2 separate regions of the Rattus norvegicus genome follow, and region 1 is linked to region 2. Evidence: chromatin contacts called from public Hi-C data. All regions are on one chromosome and are shown on one strand. Each heading gives the region's core, a stretch centred on a gene start, on an enhancer-like site or on the middle of the called end of the contact. The rest is flanking DNA. Distances are from core to core; before and after follow the strand shown. Region 1 holds the start of Cenps (centromere protein S). Region 2 overlaps Pex14 (peroxisomal biogenesis factor 14).

Region 1 (3,441 bases), core at 446-2,945, 60 kb after region 2:
AGGAGGGTCAGGGCGCAGTCCTGGGACTTGTGCTTGATGAGCAGTAGTTCTCTTCCCTTTTTTTTTTTTTTAAGATTAATTTATTTATTATATATGAGTATACTGTAGCTGTCTTCAGACACACCAGAAGAGGGCATCAGATCCCATTATAAATGGTCGTGAGCCACTGTGTGGTTGCTGGGAATTGAACTCAGGACCTCGGGAAGAGCGGTGCTCTTAACCACTGAGCCTTCTCTCCAGCTCCTCTCCTGTTCTCTACCTTCCTAAGGCTCCGATCCTTTAATTCAGTTCTTCATATAATAAAATTGTTTTAACTTTTATTTAATTTTAATACATAAATCACAAAATTATTTCACTGCTACTTCAGAACTGTAACTTTGCTATTGTCATGAATCATAATGATCAGATATGCAGGATATCTAATTGGGGTCGCAACACACAGGTTGAGAACCACTGAGATAAAAGCAACCACCAAATGAACGCAGATGGGCCACTTGGGTGTTCATGGCTCGACTCTAGCAATGTCTGAAATGTCTGAATTTCTTAAAATATGAGTGCAGGGCAGAGAGCTGCTGGGACGCAGATACCTAAGAAGAAACCCCCAACCCTTAGCTCACTCATTCCCAGCTGAGACCCCAGCTCTGAGTCATCAAACAACTGAATATTGGCTCTGGCACCGCCCTGAGCAGTCGTTATCCCCATTCCAACTCGGCAAAGGAGAAAACTATATTTGGGCCACCGTTAACCAACTACAGGACCCGAAATTACAACCCATGCCGTTGGGTGGGTTCCAGGGCAGCCTGCCACTGGCTGGATCCGGGCTCTGCAGCATAGAATAGTGGGCGTTTTCCTGGTCCTAGTGAACTGCTCGGATCCTCTGCTCTTTATCGACAGATCTCACTACGTAGACCAGGCTAGCCTCAAGCTCAGACATCTGCTTGCTCTGACTCCTCAAATTAAAGGCCTGAGCGCCCACACACTGCCCTCCCTTGCTCTTGAGACAGGGTCTCTCGAGGTACTTAATTGATCTGAAACTTATAATCCTCCTGCCTCAGCTTCTGAAGCTGTTTTCTTTCGAGACAGGATTTCTCTGTGTACCCTTAGCTGTCGTGGAACTCGCTTTGTAGACCAGGCTAGCCTCAAACTCTGAGATGCGCCCTCCTCAGTCTGGAATTAAAAGGCATGTACCACCACCACCAGGCCCTCCTGTAATCCTGGTTGGCTTTGAACTCAGGTTTGTCGCTGAAGATGCCCCTAAACTTGCCTCTGCCTCTACCCCAATCCCCTCGCTTCCACACACACCCCGTCCCGTGCTGGGGGTCACATCATTCACCATCAAGACCGGTCTGTGTGGTGGTGGGACTCGAACCCACGGATTCCCGTAGGCTGGGCAAACGCTCCTCCAAGCCTCATCTTCTCCCTTCAGCGCCCACACCCGACCCTCAGCGCTGGGAAACCCTGACTCAGACAGGCTGGAAGCAGGGTCCGGGCGAACCCCACCCCCTCCTTGCAGCCGAGTGACGCATGCGTGCACGCCGAGGCCGTCTAGCGACTTGGGGCATTTCCCTCCCCAGGAACTCGCCGTCCTACCCTGCTGGGACCCCCGTTTATTTTGTACCTGCCGGTGAGAGTACTGCTGCTGCTCCTCAGCCTCCACCTCCTCCATCACTGCGGACAGCCCCGGGAGGAGCGCCACGGTCCTCCGACTTTCCCGCTCTACCTCTGCGACGGGCGGCGCCGAGGGTCAAAGCGCGAAGCGCCTCTTTCCCGTCCCGCGCGCGCCCCCTGGCTACGGCTCGCGGTAGAGTCTTGCTAGCGTTGGTGTGACCCCCAGGGCGTCTCGAGGCCTGCCACTGGCTTAACCTTCTGTAAGAGGTGGCTCACTGGAGGTAGCTGAGAGCAAGGAGAACGCACCACCCACATCAGGTGGCTCACGAAGTTCTTGTAATTCCATCTCAAGGGGACATAATATCCTCTTTTGGTCTCCATCGGTACCTGCCTGCAGATGCACACCCATATATACATATGCTTAATAAAGAAATAATAAGTAAATAAAAAGTGTTTAATTAAAAACATTTATGTGTTGGGACCCTTTTGAGTCCACCACTCAGGAGTCCTAGGCAGGTGGGTCTCTGTGAGTTCAAGACCAGCCAGGGCTACATCATGAGACCCTGCCTCAAAATAAAATAAAATAAAATAAAATAAAATAAAATAAAATAAAATAAAATAAAATATTTTTTAAAAACCCCTAGAGTGTATAGCCCATAATTAACACATGATAAAGCATTGGGCTGGCAAGATGACTTTGTGGGACAAAGCACCTTCACCTGCCAGCCTGGGGCCCTGAGTTTGATCCCCAGAACCCACAGAGGAGAACTGACACCAGAAAGTTGTTTTCTGTATCAACTTGACACAAGCTGGAGTTATTGCAGAGAAAGGAGCCTCCCTTGAGGAAATGCCTCCATGAGACCCAGCTGTAAGGCATTTTCTCAATCAGTGATCAAGGGTGGGACCCAGCCCATGGTGGGTGGTGCCGTCCCTGGGCTGGTGGTCCTGGGTTCTGTAAGAGAGCAGGCTGAGCAAGCCAGGGGAAGCAAGCCAGTAAGTAACATCCCTCCATGGCCTCTGCATCAGCTCCTGATTCCTGTCCTGTGTGAGTTCCAGTCCTGACTTCCTTTGGTGATAAACAGCAATGTGGAAGTGTAAGCTGAATAAACCCTTTCCTCCCCAGCTTGCTTCTTGGTTGTGATGTTTGTGCAGGAATAGAAACCCTGACTAAGACAGTGGCTCAGCGCTAACACCCTCTGTTCCTGCAGAGGAAGGACCTGGATTTGGTTCATGGCACCCACGTGGTGGTTCGCACCTGTCCTTGATTACTGTTTCTCAGGGGATTCAATGCCCTCTTCTGACCTCCAAGAGCCACATTCATGCGTGCAGACAAAACACTCATACGTTTAAAAAAAAAAAAAATCTGCTGAGGTCGGCCCCGCCCCCAGCATAGCTGTAGCCATTTTGTTCCGTGCCTGCCAGTCATTGAAGCAGAAAAATAGCTTGACTCAGAGAAAGGCCATGCTGGTCACATATCCTGTCATGTTCCGTATAAGGTTGTTAATCTTAAGAAATACCACAAAGTGTGTAGGTTTGGTTTATTTATATTATGTTAAATTTTTTAAAATTTTTATTGGGGGCTGGAGAGATGGCTCAGCGATTAAGAGCACTGACTGCTCTTCCAGAGGTCCTGAGTTCAATTCCCAGCAACCACATGGTGGCTCACAGCCATCTGTAATGGGATCTGATGCCCTCTTCTGGTGTGTCTGAAGACAGGGACAGTGTACTCGTATACATTAAATAAATAAATCTTTTTAAAAAAAATTTACTGGAATTCGTACGCCTACAGGTAAGACGCCGTGGGTCCCTGCTCCTGGTTGGCTCTAATTGGTG
Region 2 (3,806 bases), core at 1,234-3,733:
ACTGAGCTGTGGGCCTGAGCTGCTGCCCACTGCCTCTCCAGGTCCTAGGACGGTCATCCAGGCAGCATCGGTCCACAGCTGCCAAGAGCTCTCCTGGTACTCAACCTGTGCCCCTGGCCTGCCCCACAAGCTAGCTTTCTATGGGCTCTGTTGCCTGACACCCTGCTGCCACCGCTCCCGGGAGAAAGGAGTTGTTCACACAAGACCATACAACTCGGCTGGTGCCCTCATTTAATCAGGCTGCTGCAAATGGCTGGCCAAAAGCAATAAGGGCATGACTGAGAGACTGTGGGAGTTTAATATAAAAAAATTAATAAAAAAGGAGGGGGAAGGAGAAAGGGTCTACCTTTTAATAGGGCCCTAATTACCCAACTCACAGGATCAGCCCAAATGAGATGGGAGTTTATTTCGGGTTTTTTTAATTATTGTTTTTTATATAAATATAAATTGCTGCTATGTGTTTTCTTTCCTCTGAGCAATTATGCAGTACGTACGTAAAGAGGAGAAAAAATATTAATTAAATATAAGGTAATTGTAGAGTTGGCCTGGAGAGAATGAGTCTGAACTCTGGACGATCACAGGCTACCAGGGTTTGAAGACTGCTCAGGGGCTCCCAGAAAAGAAAGAAATAACCTAACCAACCAACAGGCAGACGCGCAGTGCAGCGGAAGGAGCCACATTCAGATCCTACACAGAACAGGCCTGCAGAGCTCCACACACCCAGGAGTTAGCCAGCATCAGAGACTCCAGGCTTCCAAAGAGCTTTTCCAGTCATGGCCCCAAAAGACAGCCTGGCCTCACTTTGAGGATGCAAAGCCAAGTCAGGAAGCTTCTAAAGAGCCTGCAGCAGTAGGGGACAGAAAAGCACCACTGTGTTCAGGCTGGACTTCAGTTAAATCACAACTTCTCTCTGAAGGGCTTGGAGGCAGACCTTGGAGGCACACAAGCCTGGCAGAGCAAAGCATCTATGAAGAGCCAGGCAAAGGAAGAGAGTGAGGAGAGGTGCCTCAGACAGCCATGCAGGGATGAGCCTATCTCTGGTGACAGAAAGGGGCGTGAATAGCACCGCCACTCCCCTGGAAAAGTCTGAGAGGTACTTGTGTCCTCTGGCTCTATCTGTAGCCCAGCCAGATCCATCTCACCCTCTGCCTAGAAAGCCTTAGAACATGCTAGAACCTGGCCCTGTTCATTCCAGACAGGACCTCGCATCTCCCTCTCCAGCTCAGCCAAGGAAGAGAGAAGAAAGCAGGAGATTGCCAGGCCGTGAGACAAAGGCCCAGCAGTGGCAGCGAGTCCCAGGTCACCAGTTCCCACCACTCCACGAGAGAAAGGCTTGGCAATGCTAAACCCAAGGCTGGCGCTCCCCTAAAACTGATCTGGTTTGCACAGAACCGGTCTTACTACCCAGCCCACACGATTTACATCAAGTCCTGAGATGCCAAACAATGAAAACAGGGCAGGCAGGCAGGCAGGCAGGCAGGGACTCTGGTTCAGACCACCAAAACAAAAACACTCTACAAAGAGAGTTACTTAGCTGAAAGCGGTAGTGACTGTCTTCTCATCCTAGCACTTGTGAAGTCATGCCAGGACAACTGTGAGCATGAAGCCAGCCTAGGCTACATAGTGAATTCAAGGACAGACTGAGCTATAGAGGGTGGCCCTCCTTGTTTAAAAAAAGAAAAGGCCCTTCAGCCCTCAGTAGGCTTCTTTCCTATCAAGAGTCTACAATACCATGGGTGCCACCTATCAAAGACAGAACCACAGACCAGACAACCCCCGAACCCCTCCTCTTACCAGTTCCTTAAAGCCACCCGGGGGGCTTCACTGAGAAGCAAAGACTAGTTATTTCAGGTTTCCAACAATTGGAAGCTGACAAGAATCAACCTTGTGTCACTTAATTCTACCATCAGCAGCAAAGTGCCACATGACTGCCACTGTGGCTGCTCTCAGTTCCAGAAAAGACCCAAGAGGTCTTGTCGCTCCCTTCTGATAAACAGAAGTCACAAGCCAGAGGTCATGGGCAAGGCATCGCCTAAGGATTCTGATTACTAGAAAAGAACCCTGTGTGTCTCTCATACTTACCAGAGGCTCTCGAGGCACCACATTTTCACTTCCTGGAGAAGAGCTGGGCTGCAAAGAAAAACAGAAACAAAAATAAGATCACAGTGCCACCTCATGGACATCAGAAAAACAAGCAGTGCGCTCAGGTCCTCTCTGTTCTCAGCAGGCTCCTGTAGAAGGAGCTGTGATGTGAACCTTAATCTGCAGACTGTTTCTGGGTTCACTGTCATAGCCCCTCATAAACAGGGCTTGTTTATTCTCGGGAGGACTAAGGGTCAGATATAATCAGGAGGGATTGGGGCCATGACAAAAAAAAAAAGACCAGAGAAGACCTAAGAATGATCTACACGTTTTTCTACCACCTTCTCAGAACTACAGAGCAGATCAAAAGTGTAGAACCAAAGGCAGCCACAGGGGGGCAGCAGCAACCCACACTAGGGGGGTTTTCTCTCTGTGAAGCCAAATGCCACTTTGGATTGTTTCACTTCTGTGACAGGGTCTCCGTGTAGCCCAAACTGACCTGAAACTCACTGTACAGCTAAATGTAACCTTAAATCCCTGACCCTCTTGTCTCTGCCTCCCCAGTGCTGGGATCAAAGGAATGTACCACAACCACTACCCCTTCCCGGCTTCTGCACCGGATTAGAGCGCCCATCACTAAGAACCTACTCTGGGGTTAAGTCTTTCACAGAAATAATCCAGTGTCAAGCTGAGAAATACAGACCAGCCTACGAGCAGCAAACAGCACTGTGACCTGCAGGCCAGGCTCCTCAGCCTCCTCTCACACCTTCAACCCTACACTGCACTGGACAAAACCCAGAGCAAGAACAACAGCTGAAGCAAGACACAAACCTCCAGAAGGATAGGACAAGCGGCCAGCTGAGCTGGTTACCCACACAAAAGTCAATTTTCTACAGATAACGTCAGGCAGACGAGGGCAGCTAATGCGTGTGTCCCAGGAGCCGACCTCCATCCAGCCTCCCAGCTAGTTCAGATGGCCTGTTCCAGCCTCCTATGGAAAGGGCGGAGTGGGGAGAGGAAAGAGTCTAGAGAAGGTTCCTTTTTTTTTTTTTTTTTTTTTTTTTTCAGAGCTGGGGACCGAACCCAGGGCCTTGGGCTTGGTAGGCAAGCGCTCTACCACTGAGCTAAATCCCCAACCCCCTAGAGAAGGTTCCTAAAGATCGCCTTACCTCACCGCTGCCTGCCACCACACAAAAGGCACCTGACACGGAGCCAAGGCCTCTCTTTGGCCTATCCTAAGAGCTCCACCACCCCAAGAGCAGAAGACCAGGCAGCTATAACTGGAGGTCAGTCCTCACACCCCAGTGACCTTTCCCCGTGCCACCCTGCCAGGCCTCCTTCCTGCCTCCCCTTAGACTTCAAGTCCTGCAGACCCCCCTGACTGCAATGACTGCCCGCCCTCTTCCAGTTCTACATACAGAAGGCTTTCCTCAAGAGTTCCCCCAGAGGTACCCATCAACTCTTCCTGCAATCTTCTCTTCTAAGTAGCCATGAAGTCAACCTCAACTTCTCTTTATCTCCGCTGCCATCACTTTGGTCCAAGCTTCCAGAGTCACTTGCAAATGCTTTCTAGTCAGTTTACCTGGACTCGTGCTGGCCTCTTCCAAGTCACTTTCCACAACACAGAAACCAATCATTTATTTATTTATTATTTTTTTTTTTTTGGTTCTTTTTTTCGGAGCTGGGGACCGAACCCAGGGCCTTGCGCTTCCTAGGGAAACCAA

The links. A called contact is a pair of places that touch in the nucleus more often than the background predicts.
Region 1: a contact with region 2 is called in a Hi-C map of liver, with 14 times the contacts expected there. The contact joins the promoter of Cenps here to the enhancer-like site in region 2. A contact is called at or near these places in 6 of 12 Hi-C or Micro-C datasets (Schwann cells, kidney, liver and 2 more).

What each region holds. Positions count from the first base shown.
Region 1 is chr5:164,854,931-164,858,371 of GRCr8, forward strand. It overlaps Cenps (centromere protein S), which reads right to left and starts at 1,696. Exons shown (of 5, transcript NM_001204879.1): 1 at 1,619-1,696. The coding sequence starts at 1,666.
Region 2 is chr5:164,794,333-164,798,138 of GRCr8, forward strand. It overlaps Pex14 (peroxisomal biogenesis factor 14), which reads right to left. Exons shown (of 9, transcript NM_172063.1): 2 at 2,083-2,130. Among named protein-coding and RNA genes, the nearest start is that of Pex14, 23 kb to the right of the region's middle. Within about 2 kb of position 2,484, at least 8 of the 93 cell types and tissues checked have an H3K27ac peak or open chromatin away from gene starts, as enhancers often do. A contact at or near this core is called in Schwann cells and liver, where this site is marked.